6 separate regions of the Mus musculus genome follow, and all the other regions are linked to region 3. A link is a contact called in public promoter capture Hi-C data. All regions are on one chromosome and are shown on one strand. Each heading gives the region's core, a stretch centred on a gene start, on an enhancer-like site or on the middle of the called end of the contact. The rest is flanking DNA. Distances are from core to core; before and after follow the strand shown. Region 1 holds the start of Ap5m1 (adaptor-related protein complex 5, mu 1 subunit). Region 2 holds the start of Fermt2 (fermitin family member 2). Region 3 holds the start of Mapk1ip1l (mitogen-activated protein kinase 1 interacting protein 1-like). Region 4 holds the start of Ero1a (endoplasmic reticulum oxidoreductase 1 alpha). Region 5 holds the start of Gnpnat1 (glucosamine-phosphate N-acetyltransferase 1). Region 6 holds the start of Tmem260 (transmembrane protein 260).

The links. Promoter capture Hi-C pulls out the DNA fragments that hold promoters and counts their contacts. Capture Hi-C pulls out chosen DNA fragments and counts their contacts.
Region 1: a contact with region 3 is called in a promoter capture Hi-C map of liver, with 2.6 times the contacts expected there. The contact joins the promoter of Ap5m1 here to the promoter of Mapk1ip1l in region 3. A contact is called at or near these places in 2 of 39 promoter capture datasets (hippocampal neurons and pre-B cells), 1 of 115 datasets of contacts at active chromatin or transcription factors (astrocytes) and 2 of 9 other capture datasets (adipose tissue and liver).
Region 2: a contact with region 3 is called in a promoter capture Hi-C map of liver, with 7 times the contacts expected there. The contact joins the promoter of Fermt2 here to the promoter of Mapk1ip1l in region 3. A contact is called at or near these places in 4 of 39 promoter capture datasets (cranial neural crest, hippocampal neurons and liver) and 1 of 115 datasets of contacts at active chromatin or transcription factors (astrocytes).
Region 4: a promoter capture Hi-C map of liver shows a contact between it and region 3, with 4 times the contacts expected there. The contact joins the promoter of Ero1a here to the promoter of Mapk1ip1l in region 3. A contact is called at or near these places in 11 of 39 promoter capture datasets (the C10 cell line, the HPC-7 cell line, cranial neural crest and 7 more), 3 of 115 datasets of contacts at active chromatin or transcription factors (astrocytes, large pre-B cells and stem cell-derived neural progenitor cells) and 1 of 9 other capture datasets (adipose tissue).
Region 5: a contact with region 3 is called in a promoter capture Hi-C map of pre-B cells, with 7 times the contacts expected there. The contact joins the promoter of Gnpnat1 here to the promoter of Mapk1ip1l in region 3. A contact is called at or near these places in 3 of 39 promoter capture datasets (cranial neural crest, liver and pre-B cells) and 3 of 9 other capture datasets (adipose tissue, embryonic stem cells and liver).
Region 6: a contact with region 3 is called in a promoter capture Hi-C map of pre-B cells, with 4 times the contacts expected there. The contact joins the promoter of Tmem260 here to the promoter of Mapk1ip1l in region 3. A contact is called at or near these places in 4 of 39 promoter capture datasets (embryonic stem cells, hippocampal neurons, liver and 1 more) and 1 of 484 Hi-C or Micro-C datasets (CD4 T cells).

What each region holds. Positions count from the first base shown.
Region 1 is chr14:49,064,266-49,067,871 of GRCm38.p6, forward strand. Ap5m1 (adaptor-related protein complex 5, mu 1 subunit) reads left to right here and starts at 2,284. Exons shown (of 8, transcript NM_144535.5): 1 at 2,284-2,599. The coding sequence starts at 2,526. It overlaps Exoc5 (exocyst complex component 5), which reads right to left and starts at 2,402. Exons shown (of 18, transcript NM_207214.3): 1 at 1,861-2,402. The coding sequence starts at 1,887.
Region 2 is chr14:45,528,568-45,532,150 of GRCm38.p6, forward strand. It overlaps Fermt2 (fermitin family member 2), which reads right to left and starts at 1,498. Exons shown (of 15, transcript NM_146054.3): 1 at 1,367-1,498; 2 at 858-1,024. The coding sequence starts at 1,014. It overlaps Gm46452 (a long non-coding RNA gene), which reads left to right and starts at 1,655. Exons shown (of 3, transcript XR_001781252.2): 1 at 1,655-1,989.
Region 3 is chr14:47,296,915-47,300,698 of GRCm38.p6, forward strand. It overlaps Mapk1ip1l (mitogen-activated protein kinase 1 interacting protein 1-like), which reads left to right and starts at 1,360. Exons shown (of 4, transcript NM_178684.6): 1 at 1,360-1,491. It overlaps Gm35078, which reads left to right. Exons shown (of 2, transcript XM_006519856.4): 2 at 1,069-1,491. The coding sequence ends at 1,474.
Region 4 is chr14:45,316,520-45,320,334 of GRCm38.p6, forward strand. It overlaps Ero1a (endoplasmic reticulum oxidoreductase 1 alpha), which reads right to left and starts at 2,053. Exons shown (of 16, transcript NM_015774.3): 1 at 1,858-2,053. The coding sequence starts at 1,971.
Region 5 is chr14:45,387,100-45,390,892 of GRCm38.p6, forward strand. It overlaps Gnpnat1 (glucosamine-phosphate N-acetyltransferase 1), which reads right to left and starts at 1,697. Exons shown (of 6, transcript NM_019425.2): 1 at 1,649-1,697.
Region 6 is chr14:48,444,541-48,448,245 of GRCm38.p6, forward strand. It overlaps Tmem260 (transmembrane protein 260), which reads left to right and starts at 1,812. Exons shown (of 16, transcript NM_172600.4): 1 at 1,812-2,063. The coding sequence starts at 1,916.

The DNA of each region.
Region 1 (3,606 bases), core at 1,034-3,533, 1.8 Mb after region 3:
TGAAAACCAGGATGCATAAAAACAAAATATCCTTGACTACATCCTGCCCTGTTTCCCTTGCTCTCCAGCTGTGACTTAGAATGGGAAGTAGGAGAGAAAGACACAGCCTGACTTAATCTGCAACCCATATTTGTAGCAGTAGCTGCAGGAAATGGCAGCAGACACTGGGGGCCTTTTTCCTTCTTCCCTTTCTATTAGAAAAAAAAAAAGGTAACTTTTCACTTGGAGAATGAAGGTTTATTCACAAGCAGAACCTAGTGCAGGGTTAGACTCACAGGAAAGGACAAACAGACTTAATTATGCATAACTGGCACTACTTCATTGTAACTATTATTATGTTTCTGATTTTGATGAAACAACAACTACAAATGACAGAGTTGGGATCACTCCAGTTATGAGACCTATCAATATGCCTGTGTGTTCTACGAATCTTCCGATTACTGTATCATCATTGGGTTTCTCTCCTACAGAACTGCTGTCACTAAGCTAAACAACTTTAACAACTCCACTAAATGACAAGACTTAGAGAACAAAATACAAATTTCTTCACCCCTTCCCCCCACCCCCACTTTCTTCATCCCTGAGAAAGAAAACACATTTTCGAATAAGTTACTGAAGACATCTTGGTATACGTCTAAAGAAGAAAATATAATTTTCCATCCAAGAGGAAATTGTGGATGTTAAAGAGAATTCACTATAACAGTAGGATAATATACTGTTTTTCTGTTAATAAGTAGCTCGTCATGAAAGTATTATTTAAAGATCCCAAAGCCTGTAAGATATAAAAATTGAAACAAGTAATTACAGAATTACCTAGTATCTTGACCAAGGATACACAGTAAATGAGCAGAATTTTATGACTGGTGAAGCAAATGTTATAATATCTCCAGACATTTACATCTGAGGAACAGCAATAAATTTTTCCTAGGTGTAATTATAACTTTTACTCAAATCACTTTCATTACAACTTACAATTTAGGCATGCTATTTCTCTAAACAAATGCAGTATCTATGCTAGGAATGACTGCAAGTCAACGTTCAGTAACAAAAAAAAGTAACTGAAAAGTTAGATTTTTTTTTTAATGGAAACAATGGCATTTAAAATTCACGCCACAGAACACGCTGATGCTCAATGGATACAATTTTCACCTATGGTGACATTCTTAACTGTGAACTGCAGTGTTCTCTACAACTTACACTTCTGCTGCTATGGAGTAATCACGCCCCAGCGGGGGAGAAGGTGTATTCCTCATTTTTCTTCATATGACTACTTCTATTTTTTTCCACACAAGAAGATACTGTTTCATTGTCTTGTAACCCCATTCCATTATCTCAAACCTCACCGCTTCTGACACTGACACGCCACAAAATCCAACTGTCAAGTTTAAATATTGAAACACTCAAGAAAATGCACCTGAACGCTCCCACAGCTTCTCACAGCCCAAGGATCCTTTAACTAGCAGTCGGAGGGTTCCACAGCAATTAAATGCAGTAAGATGTGTCGCTTCCCTTCCGTGCTGAGGCTAAGTAGGCCTTTATTGTCCTTAAAAGAATCCTCCCAGCCTTTTCGACTGTAAGGTAAGACGGCAGGCACCCCAGGGCCGCTTCTGAGCTTGTCGGAACCTCGGCACCGAGGAGCCCCCCAGAGTCTCCATTCAGATGCCCCCTGTAGCACCGTCGCGAGGATCCGCACAGCAAGACCCGGCTCGCCGGCCCTGGGCTCCGGAGTCAGCCCTGCCCACTGCCCGTCCGGTCTCCGGGACGTCTGGCCGCCCTGCCACCCGAGCCGGCCCAGCGTCCCGCCGCCACCCGCCCCTCCCCCGCCGCCGCCGCCGCCGCCCGCCGAGCCCCGGGACCCACCTCGAAGAGCTCGGCCGTCGTGGCCATGCCGGCCGGCTGAGAGGCTCGCCCCGCGCTCGAGGCCGTCTCCGCTTCACATGCTGCGCCTCAGCGGCGCCGCTCACCAGTCCCAGCTCGGCCTACCGCCTCCGGCCCGGGCTGCGCACCGCTGCTGGCTGCCCCGGTCCTCACACAGCGAAGGCAGAGAGGGAGAGCAGCCATGAAGCGGAGCCGCAGACGCCTGTCAGCTGCCTCCCGGCGCCGCCCGCGCCGCTCCCATTGTCACCGCCTCGCACGCCGGAAGTGGGGCTGCGCGCGCCCGGCCGACTTCGCGGGGCGGGCGAAAGGAGCGAGCGGCGAGCGGGCCGCGGAGGCGCTCGTTTGCGACAGGGTGACGCGTCTTGAGCCTCGCGGGCCGCCGTCCCGGAAGTGGGCGAGAAGAGTATTCCAGTCCCTTGAGATTCCGGGTGTAGGTTCTTAAGACCTTCTGAGGAGTGTTTTAATCTCTTGAAGGGACCGGGAGACTTGAGTCACCTCACCCGGAAGAGCGAGCATCTCCAGTGAGCTCTTGCGGCTCAGGGAGAACCCGGACGTTGCCTGGTACAGCCCATCTAGAAGGCGGGGTCTACTTTGGCTGGATGGCGACCTTAGTTTCTACATCGCTCTGATACTTGGGAGGCTTAACCATGGCCCTGCGGGCAGTGTGGCTCATACGTCACGAACCAGGAACTCCACTTGGAGGCACCGTCAGATTCTCCAGGTAATTGCAAGTCTGGATCCTCAGGCATGATGGGTCCAAGGATGAATCTAAGCAGGAGTTTTTGTGGTGCGCTGAGTCTCAGCTGTCCCAGGAGCAGCTAGCAGGGTGCCCTTGGGCAATTTAGGCTTTCTACGTTTATCTCACTTTGTTGTAAGGAATGAGTTGCTTGTTACATGATGCTACATGTTTTCTAGTATTACTGCTATTGTATCTTTATTTATTTATATATTTGAGACAGGATTCATGTATACCTGGCTGTCCTAGAACTTGATACGTAGACCAGGCTGGCCTTGAATTTACAGATACCTCCAGAGTGCTGGGATTACAGGTGTGGGCCACGACACCCGGCTATACTAATGTATCTTTAAAATTAATTCCATCTGTTTAAGTTTGGTACAAAAATGATTGCTTAAAGAACGTTATAGTTTGCAGCTTCTAGTGGGTGAGCAAAATAGAAGTGTGAAAAATTAAATTACAGTCACCTTTTTATCCAGGTGGCATAAGTGGTTTGGTCCCACCTTTAGAATTTGCCATATCTTACCAAGATAATTCTATGGAGAGGACTCTGCAGTTCTTTATATTAGATATTAACCCCGATATAAAGTATAGCTGGCTAAGTTCCCCCCAGTCTATAGGCTGTCTCGCCACTTTGCTTGTAGTTTTATTTGCTTTGCAGAACTGTTTTGATTTCAGGAGATCCCATCTGTCAGTTCTTGAAGTTGTTACCTGTCTCTTGGCATTATTTCTAAGAAGCCTCTGTGTTAATGAGTAGATGTGTGTTCTTGGAAAGCAGCAATGTATGGTAGAAAGGTGACCAATTTTAAATCTCTTCGAATGTAAACCAGAAAGCATTTGAATGGTGTAACTGAGGAACTCAGTTATTAGGTTTTTGTTGCTGTGGTTTTGAGACAGAGCCTCACTGTGTACCACTGGCTTACCCAGAATTCACTGTGTAGACCAAGCTAGCCACAAACTCATAGATACCCTCCTGCTTCTGGTTTCCAAAT
Region 2 (3,583 bases), core at 248-2,747, 1.8 Mb before region 3:
TGCTGCTCTGATAAACGCTCTCCGGATAAAATCACCCATCTTATCTAGTCTGGTCAATCTGCCAGGTGAAAAATGGTTTGCCTTATCACAAAATGTGGAGTGCAGTTTTCTCGAATATCCTGGGTGATAGCCCTTCCTTACAATCAAGTCCGAATCAATGCAGTATCTATGTGCACTCAAATACTGTCATCTTCAACTCAGTTTAGTGTCTGCTTTAAAAAAACAAAACACACACACACACACACAAAAAAAAAACAAAAAATAAAAAATAAGTTCTTTCGTTGGCTTCTTAATGCTCCTGATAGCTTACTTCCAACTCAGAATACAGATACCAAGTTTGTCAAGCACTGCCCCACCCCTCGCAAGAGCGGACGAGTGGAACATTTCAGGGCACTCCATCACGTAGTACAGCTACTGAAACTTCATACCGACCAACACCAGTGCACATTCTCCAGACCGGGCTGACTGTACACTCTCCCCAATAAACACCACCATCAACATCCAGGTTCCATGAGGATAAGAGGTGGGAACACCTACAGACCCGTAATACCACATTCACAACTTTCACCTGCATACTCTCTCTCCTCGTTACTTTCAACAAGTCGTCCCGGGAATCCGCAGTTAAGCATTTGGTAGGTTCGAATCACTCACTACCTTATGTAAAAATCAAAATAACAAGCAGGACGCAGAGGGGAGCACGTCTATGCGCCCTAACGTTAACAAATTTCGCATTTTAAGCGCAGCACACGCCAGGAGCTAGGATCTCCCAATTCTACCCCTCCCCCCGCCGTCTTCCCTCCCCACCCCCTCCTCTCATTCTGGGAAGTCTTTATTGGAGGCATCGGGGTGCTACTCACCGAGTTTTTCCACCAACTTCAGCATCACCCCTCCGATGTGCACCTCCCCGGTCACTCTCAGAGTGACATCACGGTTCAGGTCCGTGACATGGACGCTCAGTTCCCACGTCCCGTCCGCGTAGCAGCCATCTGGCATCCTTATCCCGTCCAGAGCCATGGCTCCCTTCCTGCGAGCGCGGAGGAAATGGCTCTCGTCAGCGTCACTCCCCCAAAGGAAGACAAACCCCACCGAGTCCGCGGCGCCGGCCGCTGCGAGGGAGAAGGCGGAGGAGCTGCGGCTACGCGCGCACAACCAAGGGCGCGAGCGCGGGCGACTCGGCACCCAGACCGTGGCCTCCGCCCGCCGCGCCCGCCTAGCGGACTTGGGCGCCTTCACCTGCCGCCGCCGCCGCTGCGCCCGGACCGCCCCGCGCCTCCCCACCCGGCCGGGGAGACCGCGCCGCGCCGGCGCGCGCTCCGCTCCTCCCGCGGCGTCCTCCCCGCGCCCCGTCCTCCGCTGCGCCCCTCACCGCGCTCCTCCCGCCGGGCTCCCGAGGCAACAGGCGAGGCTGGCGGCACCCGCGTCGCTGCTCGGGAGGAAAGCGAAGCCTCGCGCCGCTGCTAATGGAGTCCCGGCACCGCGGCCCCCGCCCCACCCCCTCTCCCCGCCCCGGCCCCCGCCCCGCAGCACCGCCCGCAGCCGGCCTCCGCCCCCTCCTCTCTGGCTCTTCTCTGACCGCGCTCCCGCGGGGGAGAGGAGGCGGCGCGCGCTCTGGTGGGGCCGGGGCGGTGCGCGCCTCGGGGGAGCGCTGCGGGGGGAGGCGGCGGCCGCAATCTCGGCCCTGCGGAGCGCTGCCCTTTTATGGAAATGAAGGACCAGGCGCAGGGATGGAATCCAACATCCGGGCTCTCGGCTGCGGAGCTGGGGTGGGGGGCGGGGGCTCGCGGGGCTGAGGCGGCGCCTGCAGCGGGGTCCCCGGGGTTCATGCGTGAGAAGCTGCCTCGGGAAGTTCCCAGGCCCCGGGACGTGTGCGGGGAACCCGGGCGCGAAGGCACCGCGCCGGGGAGCTAGGAAGAGAAGTTGGGATGCAGAAACTTTACGATGTCTGCCTTGAACATCCCACAAAAGTAGGAGAAAGGACACAGAGGGGCGGTGAGCCACAAAAGTTGCCTGGCAAGCAGGGTTCCGCACCAATCTGCGGCTCCTGCTGGACTCATGAGAGTCGGCGAGCATTATTAACCCCTGGAACCCAAGTGCCTGCCAGACGCAAAAGCTTGGCTCATGCGCTCCGGCTGGAAAAGGGGGACCTCCCCACCCCACCCCAGGAGGGCAGTGGTTTCCCCGAGACCCCTTCTCCACCCACGCCAACTGTTGGCGCGTACTTGGGACTTTTCCTCCGCAACTTAGAGGACTCAGTATTTTGAATGCACGCACATTCTCTTCCTTACCCTCCCACACACTTCCAAGACATTTAAGTAGTTTTGAACTGATGTTGAGCTGTTAAAGACTTTGACTAGTGACGAAGAAAGGTCCCCGAAGGCCCACTTCCACGTTCCCATTAACTATTACACTCTGTTGAAGGGAACTGTTCAGAATCAGCAAGCCAGGGGTTGCCTCTTCTAGCAATTTATTTAAGTCCAGGAGAGTCCGATAAGATACTGTAAAGGATCTTGGTTTTTAAAAAGTGTCTTGGACTTCGTGAACTGCCCTAGACACTTCAAAGGGGAGCCTACCGCGCAAATAACCCTTTGTTCATCAACACAACAGCAAAAGAAAAAAGCACAGCCTGCAGAAAGGGGTGGACACCCGTAAGGGAGTGAAAGCAGGAAAACTCGAGTCAAATGCCAGAGGTTTGGGAGTGGAAAAAAAAAAAAAAGGGAAACCACTCTGCTAACACTAGCCAGTCATCATGGAGAAACTGATGCACTTCTCCAAGCTTGCCTCTCTCCAGTTATTTCTACTCTGAGACGTTGTGGGTGGTTTACTTAGAAGCAATGTTGTTCAGGGTGGAAACAGTGTTGATGAAATTATGTTGTTGGAAAATACATAGGAGAATATTTTTAATAATGTAGAGAATTAGTTGCTTGGGTTAAAAAAAATCTGTACAGACCAGGCATAGTGGAGCATGTCTTTAATCCTAGCGCCCAGGAGGCAGAGGCAGGCAGGTCTTTCTGAGTTCAAGGCCAGCCTGTCCTACCTAGTTAGTTCCACGACAGCCTGGGCTATTAGAGAGACTCTGTCTCAAAAAGGCAAGCAAACAAAAATCTGTAGAAAACTGTACGTGCCTCTGTAAAATCAAGAACGCACTCATAGCCGGGCGTGGTGGCACCCGCCTTTAATCCCAGCACTCAGTAGGCAGAGGCAGGCGGATTTCAGAGTTCGAGGCCAGCCTGGTCTACAAAGTGAGTTCCAGGACAGCCAGGGCTATATAGAGAAACCCTGTCTTGAAAAAGAAAAAAAAAAAAAATTAAGAAAGAAAGAAAGAAAGAAAGAACACACCCATTTTTAAATATTTAGATTGAAAAAAGACTAGAAGGAAATTCCCCAAATGTTAGTTATTGGGTGATGTGGTCAAGAGAGGTTTTCTTTTGATTGGTTGGTTTTAGTCTTTCTTTTTCTAACTAACTCAAACCTGCCACATCCTGGACTTTTCTGGCACCACTAAGAATTGCATTCCCTGCCATAATCCGTCTCTGTGCGGTGGACAGACTGGCCACAGCAGCTACCAGATTCGTGAGCTGGATTG
Region 3 (3,784 bases), core at 110-2,609:
CTGACATACATCAGAAGTCTGGGAAGGAAAAAAAAAAATGAAAAAAATTTTTTTGTTTTGTTTGTTTTCGAGACAGGGTTTCTCTGTGTATCCCTGGCTGTCCTGGAACTCACTTTGTAGACCAAGCTGGCCTCAAACTCAGAAATCTGTCTGCCTCTGCCTCTCAAGTGCTGGGATTAAAGGTGTGCGCCACCACGACCGGCTGAAAATCTGTATGTAGATTTAGATTTTGCTTTCTGGTATGTCAGTTTTGAGTCTCCCAGAAACAGAGGCCAGTCTCAAAAACCCAACACCTCTCATCTTACAGCAGTGGCTTATCAACCTTCCTAATACTGTGACTCTTTAATACCATTCCTCATGTTGTGGTAACCCCCAACCAGAAAATTAGTTCATGGCTACTTCATAACTGTATTTTTGCTACTGTTATAAATAATGTAAATATCTGATATTCGACCCCTATGAAAGAGTCGACGCCCAAAGGGTTCATAAACCACAGGTTGAGGCCACTATTCTTAATTTAAAACTTAAAGGGAATCAGAGATAGCTTATTCTGGACCCATTTTTGAATGATGATGGCACCAAAACACAAATTTAGGTTACCTCAAATTCCATGTCCCAACATGGAACCAGTATCACGAGGTTTTTAGTTTTACAGAACAGAGAACGCTATAAATCAAGGCAAAGTTTAAAACACACTGGTGGATGGATACATTGGAGGGTACATCAAGATAGAGGAAGCTTTTCTATACATCTAAGACATTATCCGATGACATTCTTAGCTTTTGGATTGGCAGAGGCTAGTTGCCTGTTAATAGACCTAAAAGGTTTTTAATCTTATTGCCACAAGATATTAGTTTTGACACAGAGGTGGCTATTCTGGAGGGCTAGCACTAGCCCAAGATAAGGTAATTAGCCCCTGGACCTGCAACATTCCAATCTTTCCACAGTACTGAAATTCCAACTTATACAACTCAGTCTCTGCAGACATATGCTTTTAAAAGTTTTCATTCGCAAGACCTTTAGAAAGACTTCCCTTTTCCCTCATCTCTTTACCCTCGATTTTAACAGGACTACTGACAGCCAGCTTGGAGCCTGTCTACAAAAACCTCTAAACACAGAGAATCCAAACTCCGCTTTCAGTCCCTGGGTTGCGGTGAGCATCACCGGCCAGGGGGTTTCCTTTGGGTCTTTTGGACTCAGGAAGCAGGGAAACCTTCCCGCGCTCCACCCAGAGGGAAACAGCCCAGGCTCCCGGAGCCACGCGGCCCTGCCTGCAGTTTCGTGGGCGGCCGGCTGGAGGCGCAGTGCAAGCTGGGCGGGGCGGGCGGAAATAACGGGCGGCCAGGTCGGCCTCCCCGCTTCCTTTTCCGGTGCCAGGAGGAGCCGTGTCGCTGTCGTCTCGGTCCATCAGGCCTTCAGCGGGTCTCCATTGCCCGTCTCTCTGGACTCACCGCCGCCACTGTGCCGCGCCTAGGACTCGGATCCTGCCGGGTGAGTCCGCTTGGGCGCCTGCGGCGGGGCGCGAGGCTGGCGGGAGACGATGCGAAGACGCGGGGTCCCGGGGGGCCTGGCGGCTCTAGAGCTTTCGATGGGGAGGGTCCCCCGGGAACCAGGCGACCGAGGGATCTAATGTCGCGCCCGTCGGGTTCCGGGGCGCCCACGTCATGCCAGGCTTGGGCGGGGGCGGGCGGGGGGTGAGGGGTTAGGCGGGAGCGGGCGACCCTCCCCCACATCCGCCTGCGTGACCGGCTGGGGGCTGGTTCGCTCCGGTTGATCCCGGATTCCCTTTGTTCCCTTAACCCTAAAGGGCAGCTTGTTTGTCCCCCACACCCCCCCCCCGTCCCCTTGCCCCTCCACCGGTATCCCAGCCACTAATTTCTAATAAAAACGACAGTGGAGGAGACCCGAATCCTTACAGCAAGGTCTGGCGCCTGATAATTCTGTGTGACAAGCTTCTCGCTGATCGTAATTACCCATTCTTTAAATGACTACGGGGGACAGAAGGTGCCATGGGCTGAGTGAGTGACGTTCTCCTTTGAGCTAGCTAGAACGCTTGAACCATTTTTTTTCCTCCCTGCCATGAAAACTGAAAGTAATGTTTTCACGAATCCTAAAGTTGAAGTATCTAAACCAGACCCCACCGTAGATGTGTAACAGCCTACTACAGAAACACACACGTGTTGCCCCCTCCCCCATGTGCGAAAGGCCTGTTTGGAGGCCAAACCCTCAGAAGCTGGAGTCGCCCTCGGAAGTCTTTGTTAGTGGCGCTCCTTGGGTGGGGAGGAGGGCAGTTTTTAGTCGTGGAGTATTGGAGCCACTCTCTAGAACACTTCCCTTCAAAAACTTTTTCCTGCAGCTGCCGAGGTTGGAATGTTCTTTTTGATTACAGAAGGAATCGGTGTCATCTTCATTCTCCCTACAGAGGTTGAGCGTTGGGCTCAGGAACCTTAGGAATTCAGCAATCTTGAGATTCTGTGACTGTTAACTATAGAGGAGCCCTAGACTCGGGGACTGTTAATTAGTAATATTTGCACAGGGTGAGCCTGTAGATAAGTGCTAGCCCGGCTTGCTACAAGGTCCTAAATTCAAGTCCCAAAACTTTAGGGAAGGAAAGAAAAAAATTCAGCAGTTGTAACTATTCAGACTATAGCGGGGAGTGGGTGGAAAATGAAATGGATAAATAATGTCGGGTCAGCTTTTGCCACCAAATAAGTTTGTGCAGTACTTAGGAAATTGCTTTTTTTTTTTTAGTTGCTCTCTGCTTTGAAAATAGACAAAGGTTTGTGGCCATATTGTATCGGTTGTAAAAGCTAACATTTGTTGAGTTTTTTGCTCAGTGCCAGGCAGTGACTTAAGAGATTTATTTACAGATTAGTATAATAAGCCTCAGCAAATCTCTGGAAAATACCCATTTACTGCCATGTATGGGACTCAGAGAACTGGATTTGACCATAGGCCAGGCAGGCAGTCTACTCTGGTGGCTTTTTTGTTCTGTGTTTAAGTGAGAAGGAGAAGATGGGGCTGCAGTGTGGAGAGAGATGGCTCAGGTTGAACACATGCACTATTCTCGCAGGGGACTGGAGTTCTGTCCCAGCATTCACAGCCACGTATAACTCCAGGACATTAAGCACTTCTAGCCTTCTGGGGAACCTCCATGGAAGTGAACAACCCCGTGTATAGTTTTTAAAATGTTAAGAATGGCAGGAAGAGAGAATTGGACATTTGTTGCTATTTTCCAGTTTTAGTCACTGGGTCAGATGAAGTCCTGTTTAGTTCCTGTATAGCATGACAGCCCATTCTAACTTCATGAAGAAACTGAGGTTGACTCAGTCAAGTAAGCTGTAAAGCTATTTAGCACTCTTGTCCAAAACCCTCTGCTAAAACGTCTTACTGCTTTCTGGTATTCCAGCCAATTTGAACTGCATCTGCTTTCCCCCAGACTGGTCTTCCTCTGGTTTTATACAAACTGTTCTTACCCCGGAGCCTGTCTTTAACCTAATACTCTAGCTTTTATTCCAGACTGCAGAGATACCACTTCTCAGGAATGTCTATGCCATGCCACTAATTACTCTAAAGCTTGGGTTCCAATTAATAGGAATACATTATAAGAGCTCCTACTATGATGTTCAAAACATTCCAAGCTTTTTTACTTACCCAGTTATAAAATGGAATATAATCTGATAAATTACCCAGTACTGATCCAGAATCTGCTTTCAATATAATATATACTAATGTAATGCCCAAAATTAACCTGTAAGCCTCACCCTTCCAAGAACCAGGTAAC
Region 4 (3,815 bases), core at 803-3,302, 2.0 Mb before region 3:
AAAAAACAAATAAGAGCTGGGCTGGTGACCCTTGCTTCTAATCACAGTACTTAGGAGGCAGAGGCAGTGAAACCTCTGTCAGGGCAAGGACAGCCTAGACTACACAGTGATTTCCAGAACAGCCAGGGCTATGTTAAAAATGGCTAAAGATAGGCAGATAGACAGACAGACTGACAGATAGATGGATCGATTGATCTGAAGATATTTTGACAACAGCTAAAAAAAAAAAAACCAAAAAAAACCCCTTATTACTAACCAAGGGAAAATGCAAAAATAATTAAAAGTTCCTCAATTTTAAGTAAATATCCAAAAAGATTGGTTGTATAACAAAGTTGAAGAGTCAAACAGTATTTGAATACCATTACCCAGAGAACATACTTGAAAGTGTAACTCCTAGTATCTTTTCTCAACACTCTAGTTAAAAGCTTCCTATCTCAAGTGTTTAGATGTTGAAACTGTTTACCTTAAATTTGTAATCAATAGAAAAATGGCCTTTTTCTGGACTTCTAACAACTCACTTCTGCTCCAAAATTACTCAACAAAACAATAAAATCCAAAAGTTTAAAGCGATGAAACAGATAACACCCCTTCTTCCTGACACTCGAGTGCTTATCTTACAGTATCATATGCAGCATACACGTATTTCTGATCACAAATAATAAGACCCACGAGTGACCTGGCTGTCTATCCCTCCATTTTTTTATAGATGTAATTTCAGAAATCGAAGTCCACCAAAAAGGTGGCTATAAGAAGAGCCACTGCTTATAGGGCTATAAGAAAGCCAATGCTTGGTCATTTGCCTGAGGACCCGAGGTGGATCCCGGTGTCCCATGTGGTGGTTGGGGAGAGGTTCCTGCAAGCTGTGGACTAAAAGCACCCCCTACAATGCGTACATTCACAGGTACAATATACATACCCACAAAACAAACCTGTATTTTAAACATCGTAAAGAACAGTAATGAACAAGTCGAGGGGGAAAGGGTGCTGGCCAGCGCCAGGTGTGGTCGTGAACGTCTGTTTAACAATACAATTTACATATTAAGTATCTCAGTAATAAAATGATCTAATACACTTTTAAACAGAAGAAAGTCTGGGGAACCGCTAATATTCGAGAGTTCTTCCAGGCTTTACAAGAAAGCACTAAGAGACTAGCACATCGACTGAATATGATACTTCTGGGTATTTCCAAGCTGTTAGCATTTCCTTAAGACAGCAAAATGAAATTCACAGTTATTTCAATGCGCCTAGCCTAAACGGCCTCATACAAAATTTACAGGCTACACTAAGAAAATAAAATTCTTTGAATGTTTTGCTCACGGAACCCACATCTCCTACAGAAGTAAATAATCACAGCTCATAATCAAACTTGAATACAGAAGAGCTAGGGCCTACCTCGGATTCCGCAAAGGAAGTGTCAGTATACGAGAATAAGCTTCAGGGGCAAGGTGCACCATACACAGGCCGAGAAGTCACAGGACAACAACAGCCGCAAAGACACCAGGCAGTTAGATCAGGCCACCCAAAGAGCCCCTCAAGGTCATTCAACCTCTTGACAACGACAAGACCTAAAGAACAACTAGTCTCCCCAAGAGTCCATATCGGGAACAGAAAGGCTGGGGACGTCCCCGGCACCGCTCGCACGAGGTGCCCAGGTGCCGGGTCCATTCAGAACCCCCGGTCCTGTGGACACGGAGCAGCCAAGGCAGGATGCAAGGAAGCAGTGTGACAAGCTGGCCAGGCGCCCACGCCCATCGAAGGGTGCCCCGTCCCGGGGCGATCGGGAACGCGGTGCGGGCCGCGCATCAGGATCGCCGGCGCCCGGAGATGCGCAGCCCCTGGGCCGCCCGCGCGCCTCACCTGGCAGAAGCAGCGCTGTGCCGCTGTCTCCGGCCGCCGCTCCTCGCCGTGGCCCAAGCGCAGCAGCCACACGACGCCCAGGAGTCCAACGAGCAAGCCCCAGGCGCGGCCCATCGCCGCTCGCCGCCCACCGCCCTCTACCCGCGCCGCCGTGCTTGGCTCCCCGGCGCAGGCCGCGCGCCCGCTGAAGTAGCCTGCGCCGGCCCCGCCCCGCGCTCCGCCCTGCGCCCTCCGCGCTCCCGCCTCCCCTGCGGACGTGCAGCGGCGCGCGCCTCTGTCCACGCGAGCCTCGGGCGGCCGCCTTCCTGCGCGCCCCGCTCACGCACCCGCCTCCGGTACACCTGGCCTGCAGCTCGTCCGGCGCAAAGACGCGGTCCTTCCGGGGTCGGGGTATCCCCCGAGCCACACTGCCCGGGGCCTGCGCCGTCCTGCCCGCCCCGCCCCGGAGCTCACGCCAGCCAGCCCATCCTTTCTCAACACTAGGAAATCCCGAGCCTGGGTTACGTGTCCGCCGTGCTCTGGCTGCCTAAGCCTTTTAAAAGGATGTTGGAGTTCATCTCGGGGAGCACGGCCGTACACACGATTCAGTGGCTTTCTAGTTTTTCCCTTCCTACATCCTACAAAGGGAACAGGTGAAATTGGTTTCCAAAGGGCTGTGCACCGCGGCTTACACCTATAATCCAACACTCCAGAGACTGTGGCAAGAGGATTGCTCAATGTCAAAGACAGCTTGAGCTACATACTTCCTGCCCTATAGAGTTAGGCTCTATTTTATAAATAAATGTTTAAATATAATAATAAAAACATGTTTTTATTAAACTAGCATAGAGAAGATATTAGCTCAATGTGTAGTCCCGATTTGTTCATAAAAAATTGACTCCTTTTTTGCTGTATTTTATGCGAATTAGGCATATTTCACAAGCTAGAGAGCAATGTGGTAAAGACTATTCAATCTCTCGTTTCATAAGTGGAAATGGGGAAAGCTGTTGCTAAGAACTGGAGTCAGGCAGTGAGAAGCCTTGCTTAGCCTGTTATCTATAGCATGCACTGTACACAGAGTAAGATAATATGGCCTTATAAGCTAATATTGTCTTCACGATAGCTATATTCCAGCTCATACTTACCTTTTCTAGAACCAGATCATAGTGTCTCTGTTACAGGTGTTTTTGCTGGTGTTCTTTTCACACTGTTCCAGATTAAAAGCAAGTTTCCATTCAATTCACTTTGCAATGCCGAGCTTGGCCTTGGAAGTACACAGGTGCATCGGCTCCATAAAACTGACAATGTCGTCAGTTTTCTTGGCTTCGTTGTCTCGTTTAGCTTGGGGTAGTGCATTTTTATTTTGATGAAGGGTCTCACTGTGTATTCCTGACTGGTCTGGAACTTACACTGTGGACCACGCTGGCCTCGAACAGGCAGAAATCAATTCACCTCTGCCTCCCTAGACCTGAGATTAAACACCTGTTGCCACCACAACCAGTCTTCCAGTCTTATTTTTAGTTCACTAATAATTGTGTGTAAGATATGTTTTCAATCCATATGTACATTGTAGGAAGACTCAATCACACTAATATATCCATCACCTCACCAGCTTGACTTTTTCTTACAAGAATGTTTAAAAAAATAAGTCTATTAGTATCTTCAGTCTATTAGTAGCTTCCAAGTACACGGTATATAAACCACAGCCTCCATGCAATACCATGGGTCAACGAAACTTACTTTTCCAGTCTAACTGTACCTTTGTGCCCTTGGACCAACTTTCCTCTCTCCAACCTTCTCTGGTTACCACTTTTCTACAGATTCTATGAGACTGGCTTTTTAAATTTCACACAAATGAGATCACACAGCACTTCTCTCTCTGCTCTTGGCTTCATTCCACTTAGCATGGTGTTCTGCAGTTACAGCTGTGTTCCAGGTCACCGCATGCCCTTCTTTATAAGTCTACACAGTACTCTGTG
Region 5 (3,793 bases), core at 447-2,946, 1.9 Mb before region 3:
TGAGGACAGGCATTGGTCTGGTTAAACACAAAGGATCTGATGAGAGCCAAACCTCTTTTTAAATGAGATTTATAAAATCCAAAGGAAAAAAAAGCCTTTCTTCCTAGTCATAAAGACACAGTTTATGATGCTGACAGAGGTCATGCCTAATTACAATCTAATAAAAATTCAGGTGAGGTGGCAAAGACCTGGATTCAGTGCTAGGGAGGCTGAAGCATGGACTGTGTGGGACTCAAGGACAGCAGGCTACCCAGTCACACCTATCTCAAACACACACACACTTTAAAACTAATTATTGGAGTTGATTAAACATGGAGATTTTTTTAAAAAGCTGGTTCTAAGGTACCCCTCTCTACTACTCCCCCCCCCACCCAAGTTCAAGGCTAGCCCCTGCTACACAGGCTGTTTTATCAAAACAAAACTACAAGAAGCCTTCATTCTGTAGCACTTAAAGGTCACCACCTAACTTCCTCTCTAAGTTTGGTTGTAAACTCTAACTAAAAGCCCCTCCCCCTCTACCCAGTAGGGTTTAACTTCTAAATTAGCATTTGTTTACAATGCTTGAGTATTGCCTAAGCCCTAGTCCAGTGAACCTCTAGTCAATGAATAATGAATGACGTAAGGTATTATCTAGAAATCACATTTCAGAAAGTCATGTAGAAAAAAAGATTGCCACATGGCCACAAGTGAGAAGACAAAAGACATACACCCAACTTCAAGTTTGGTTTCCCAGCCTCTGAATGAGTCTGGATATAGATGGGGAGCGGCTGCTTCCTGAAAAACAGCGGAGCAACAAGTAGGAAGATTGAAGACCAGGATTCACACATTTCTAAACATGATCTGCAGCCAAATCAAACTCGCTGTGATAGGTTACAGGTAGACAGACAGATAAGTAGACAGCTCCGAGTATCTTCATGAAAGGTAGTATTTCATGAAGCAAGAAGTCTTTCCCGTTAGTGTACTTAATCTACACGATCTGATTAGCCCCAAGTCTAGTTGCACAGTTGGGAGCACCGAGTTTCCAAGACTAGCCCTAAGGTTAGTTAACACTCATCAACAAATGAGTGGCCTGGAATGAGGATCCTCTCATTTTCCCATAGAGCATTACTGCAGGAAAGTCAACAGATGACAATCTTTGCATCATGGAATCTGTTTGAATCATACAATTCCTACCTTAATGAATCCATTTCCTGAGACCTACTCTTGGATTAATTAATCCCAAACAAACCCCCATTTATTTTTTTACAGGAACAAATTTTATGCTTGCCTTACATAAACATTAGCTCTAACACATAATAGAAACCACACAGTTGGTGTTTCTAGAGGTTCAAGTTCTAGGTTCCCCCACCCCAGGTTTCATACAGTCTGCGCAGCTGGGGCTCTTCAGAGCCGGTGCTTGTCTTCAGCGGCTCTGACCGCTACACCCGTAAAAGGGAACCGAGGGTTCGCGCCCTTTCATAGGGACGGCGGCAGAAAAGGTGAGGACCGTCCCCCATTCCCACGCCACGGACACTCCTAGGCCCTCCAAGACCCTGCCCGGCCAGACTGCCGGGCATCAAGCTTTGCCGCCCGGCTCCCGGGCAGGGCGTCTCAGCCTCTGCGGTCCCAAGCCCGCCAGCCCTCGCGTCCCAGCCCCAGGCCGCCTCACCGCACTGGAGCGGACCACGCTCCAGTCCCGGCGCGTCAGTCTCCCTGCGGGTCAAAGCGCCGCCGCATCCGGATCCGGCTGCAGCTCCAGCCCCGCCCCCCGTGCGCCCCCACGCGCCGCAGCCGGAACCGCCAGGCCAAACGTGGCCGGACCAACGCCTCTGCCCTGCCCCGCCCTCACGCACCGCTGCGCACGCGGAGGCACGGCCACGCACACCACTCCTGGGCTCCGGAGGCGAGGCGGGGCGGGGCGGGGCGGGGCGTGGGGCAAAGACCAGGGGCAAAGCTTGCGTCATCAGTTTACCTTCCAGACTTGCCTTTCGCTCACTGCACGAGAGTACCACCGTCGCTCTCACACCTTATCTGAAAATAAAGCCATAGGAGTATAAGCAGCCTACCGCGATGACCGGTGTGGGTTCCTTTCATTCTCCGAGCCCTAAGGCTCCTACCCTGTCAGTCCCATCGTCCCCCTCCCTCACTTGCATGCAGTCCATTAACAGGACTGGTGATTACATCTCCTGATTGTCAAATGTCTGAGACAAGGCTGGGCTTCTGTCTTCTAGAAACTGAGCTGGAACCACTCACCCTTGAGCTCTCTTGAGCTTTCCACTGCAGCCCTTTGCTTCCTATGACACCCGGAACATTTCAGCTTACTCTGGGCAAGAAGTGGCTACGTTCTCCAGGCAGTGAAGAGTGGGGTAGAGGCCAGGGCCCTGAAAGCATCTTACAGTATACAGCAAATACTGTGCTTGTTCTGTAATCTCAGTCCTGGGAAGGTTCCTACCTCCAGTGTCTCTCTCTTAAGTGTCATTTAGTGTCATCTGACAAGTGAGGAAGCAGAGATTTGGAGATATACATACATACATACATACATTCACACACACACACACACAGCGAGTGTGTGTGTGTGTGTGTGTGTGTGTGTGTGTAGTACTTGGTGCATGCCTTTAATTCCAGCACTAGAGACCAGAGGCTTTGTGCATCTCTGTGAGTTCAAGACAGTTCTACACAATTAGATCAAATACAGCCCCGAATATGTAGAGAAATGCTGTCACTAGATAGATAGATAGATAGATAGATAGATAGATAGATAGATAGATAGGGGAGGAGGAAGAAATGTCTTGAATATACCAAGACGTATACCACTTCCATCTCTGAACTCATTAAAATATTTGTTTTTTTTAAAGATTTATTTATTATATGTAAGTACACTGTAGCTGTCCTCAGACACACCAGAAGAGGGAGTCAGTTCTTGTTACAGATGGTTGTGAGCCACCATGTGGTTGCTGGGATTTGAACTCTGGACCTTTGGAAGAGCAGTCGGGTGCTCTTACCCACTGAGCCATCCCGCCAGCCAAAATATTTGTTTTTTAATGTCTTACTACATTATTTTGCTTATTTTAAAACTTGCAGCATCAGAGAAATACAGAATAAAAAGTCATGTGTCCCCATGGCTTCGCCTGTAGAATTAACATTATGTTAACAGCTTGGTAGAAATGTCTTCGGATTATGTGAATTTCCTTTGCTGTGCTTCCATTTTACTTGTGGCTTTGAACATTTGTGACACAGCTTCCTAATCTTTGGTGGTATCTGGTACCTAATCTGACACTGTGACGGTCTAATAAAGCAATACAAATAAAACATTCAACATGTATCCTGGCCTGTAATATGTGCTTAAGATGCTAGTTTGTGTACATGTATGTGTGTGTAGAAGGAATAAACTACAGTATGGTGAAATGAGGAACATCTACCCAAATTCCAGTGCAACAAAACCTGTTAGTTAACTGCATGTCTTACTCAGAAATGGCAGCGTAATTACTCGATGCAATCTCATAGGGGCCCAGACCACCCTGTCACAAAAATACTATACTCTGAAATAAATCATATCTTTAATGAAAAGAGACTAGAAAATCACAGGTAGACCTTTACCGATTAACTCAGGCTGATGTTCCACTCACAATGACTGGCCAATTAGTAAACACAGCCTTGCCTAAAACTGCTAGCTAACTGGAACAGGGCATAGTTAGTGAGCACCGCTACGTCTTTTACAATCCCCTGTCTCTCCTTTCACTCAGGGCAGCACAATACATGTGAACTGTATTCTGAATTTATATGGTGGATATCTCCCCACATCAGTGCAGCCATT
Region 6 (3,705 bases), core at 562-3,061, 1.1 Mb after region 3:
TGCTTCCCCTGGCTTGCTCAGCCTGCTCTCTTGTAGAATCCAAGACTACCAGCCCAGAGATGGTCCCACCCACAAGGGGCCTTTCCCCCTTGATCACTAATTGAGAAAATGCCTTACAGTTGGATCTCATGGAGGCATTTCCTCAACTGAAGCTCCTTTTTCTGTGATAACTCCAGCTGTGTCAAGTTGACACAAAACTAGCCAGTACACTAGGCAAAAGTGAGGTACTGTGTTTGGATCTCCAGAACTCGTAGAAAATCAAGTCATGCTGTTGGCACCTGTAACTCCAGAACTGGCTGGGAGACAGTTGGATTCTATGGGCTCCAGCTAATCAATTTATCAAAAAACAAACAAACAAACAAACAAACAAAACAAAGAACCCAAATGAAACAAAACCAAGTCAAAAACAAAAAACAAAAACACCACCACCACTAACAACAACAACAACAAAAAAACCCAAGGTGGGCAGCTATAGTTGAAGACATCCAAAATTGACCTCTGGTCTCTACATGTACAGACTTGGACAACTCCCCTCCCCACCACACACACACATTGTCACATATGAACACACATACATACAAGATAATCCTGGACAAGCTGTCTAGTTGAAAGGTGTATTTCTCATGATCTCTTGCTACCAAGAAAAGCATTTTCCTCAATGGACGTCAATGGAGAACTTGCTACCATGTCTCCCAGCCATGAAAATCTCTCCCAAATAAACTGCTTCTTCTATAAGTTTCACTGGTCATAGTGTTTTCTCATGCAATAAGGAAAGTACACTGCCCAACCCCTGTGTCCCAGGAGCTCAGATGATAAAGCATTTTATAAACACCAGGAAAAGACTAAGATAGGTGGGCACAATTACTGCCTATCAACTTCACAGCCTGGACACAGTGTTCCTGTCAGACTGCAAATAGCACATTTGTGAATGTTGCCCATTTCCCGTGTATTCTGACACAGATTCTAAGGAGGTTGCCCGCTCCCTTCCCAGACTGAATAATTGCTAAAATAATGCAAACTGCAAGCTTAAAATGTTTACTAGCCTAGCCTGCATGAGGCCCTAGATTCAATTCTCAGCAGTGTGCTGTGTATTGTCTAGTAGCTCCCATCTCTTTCTACATTCCATTTGCATTATTTATGTGGGCTCTTGATTTCATTTTCCACTTTTAGAGCAAAAAAAACAAAAAAACAAAAATCATTCTTCTTCATTTAAGTAGGAGACACTCTTATCATGAAGAGTTAATTTTGTTAACTCAAGTATTTCAACTCACCTACTGAGTTCTCATGTTAAAAAAAGGCTAATTAGCACATTTTAATATCTTAAAATTAGTGAATTAATAATTAGCATATGGATTTACATTAATTTTAATGAGGCAAGGCTCTATAAATACATAGCCGCGATCAATGAGTCCACTGAAAAATATAATAGCAATTAATGTATTTGTGGCTTACTACATGGTTGGAACCCTTCCTTGTTGGGTTTCTAGGGGGCTCTCTTATGCAGTTCCACCCCACGCCACAGGGGGCAGAGCAGCGCTTTCTGGCTCACCGTTATCCACGCCACTTCCGTCTCTTTTGGAACGGACCAAGTCAGTGCGGAAAGGGGGAGAGAGACTGCATAGTGCGAGTAGGCCTGGCCCATGATTGATGTCGTTGGGAATTATGCTCCCTTGTGATTCGTTACTTCAAAGCACACTGACGCAGACACAGTACCACGCGCAGTGACCCCCAGAAGACTCCTAAGCCGTGCCGGAGTGCGCCCGCCATCTCCTCCTCCCCGACCTGGCGGGCGAAGGTATGGTGCGCTCGGCCCTGCTAGACCGGAAGCCGGCGCGGGCTGTGCGCGCCTCTCGGCCAGGGAAGGTCCGCACCGCTGCGAGGGGTCACGGTCCGCGAGCTGCGCGCGTCCGGGCCCATGGGTCTCCATGGCGACGGCGGGAGCCCGGCAGCCGGAGCGGGGCCGTGGCGCTCCGGGGCCCTCCGCGGCAGCGTGGCCGTGTTCGCCTCCGTGGCTGCCGTGTTCACCCTCACGCTGCCCCGCTCGCTGCCTGGGGGAGACTCGGGTAAAGTACTCGCAGGCCGCCCTCCTCCCCGCCCCCCTGCCTCCGGGTGCCGCCGCCTCGGTGTCCCGGCCCCGCGTCCCCTCGCTGGAGCTCCGTGCACGGTTCTGAATTCCAGAACCAGTTCTCTTTCCGGTTCTGGATCTTGGTCTCTGTGTTCTCGAGCTGCTCAGCCGATGAAATTTAACCACTGTCCACTTTGCCCGGATCGTTGTTACCTGTATCACCTGTCGTGCCCTTACAGTGTCACAGACAAAAAAAGATTGACAGTAGTTAACAAATAGCATGGAGCGTTCTACTGTGTTTAGAGACGACACAACGGGTTATTAAATAAACTACATTTTAAGTAGTGGTGAGTTACGGAGGCACTAAGGGAGAATGTGGTTGGAGTGGTAATGAGTAGATTCCTCAGAAGGTCAGGAAAGGCTACCTTGGAGGTGTATTAGTTAGAACCTGAATATTAAGGAACCAGCCATGCAGAAAATTTAGAGGGGAACTCATAAAAGGGAATGCAACTGAAAGCACCCCTCTTCCTGTGAAAATGAAAGACAGGTTTCACACAGATTAAGCTAGGGCATACTTTTCACATATCTGAGTCTAGAAACAAGTCCCTGGTTTGGTTTGGTTTTTACAGCCAGATAAAGTGATCAATAATTTCTCATAATAATCAGCCGTGTTTTCAGAATGGTTCTGTAATGGAACAGTCAAACCGTTTCCTGAAGAGCCCATGAGCTGTTTATAATTTCACTACCTGACAAGTTCACCCGGATTTGGTGGCTGCAGGGGGGAGCATTTATCATCTGTCTGTGGATCAGTATCTCTAGGTGCAGTTTAGCCGGATTCACTAACACAAGACAAGGTGGGGGCCAGGGTTGCAACTTCTCAGGACCCTGTTTAGGGAGTATCTACTTCCAAACTTAAGTCTAGCCCTATATCCCATGTGGCTCTCTTCATAAAATAGCTGATTCCTGTCAAAAGCAAGAGAGCATTCTGTCACCTCTGTCATTTTTGAGACCTAATCCTGGAAGTGATATGCCACTGCCCTGTTTTATTGGAGAGAGTCGGTAAATCTAGACCAGTTCAAAGGGGAGAGGATTACACGGCAAGAAAGCCCTGAGATGGGGATTACCAGGACTGTCTTCAAGATTGCCTGCCACGGAGAGAAGCCTCCATCTCCATTTTCAGGTCATCTCTTCCCGGTTCCACTGAACACTTAGTGGGGGTGGTGTTTCATTAGCATAGCTGGGAATGGAGTTACCAATTTCCTAAGATTAATGTTAAAAAATGAAGGAGTTTTAGGGTAGCAAGGGATTTGATAAAGGAGAGTTTAGAGGTTACATAGCTCTGTACCCATTAAAAAGTATCAAACAATTTATTTGAGCCACAAATACAGGATAAGAAGAATAACATTGCATTTACTGTACAGCACTCATTGTTCCAAGTGCCTTTTATGGAGTTTTACCCTCCCAGCTGTCCTAGAAGGTAGGTAATATATCTTTGTAGATGAGAAAAGGCTAACCTACATGCAAAGTCACAGTGAGTGAGGGTCTTCTGAGAAGGACTTACAGATTGATGCTGGAACAGTCTTCTTAATGCGTATGCGAAAGAGTTTGGTGGCATTGTTAAATTATCCATCCATCACACA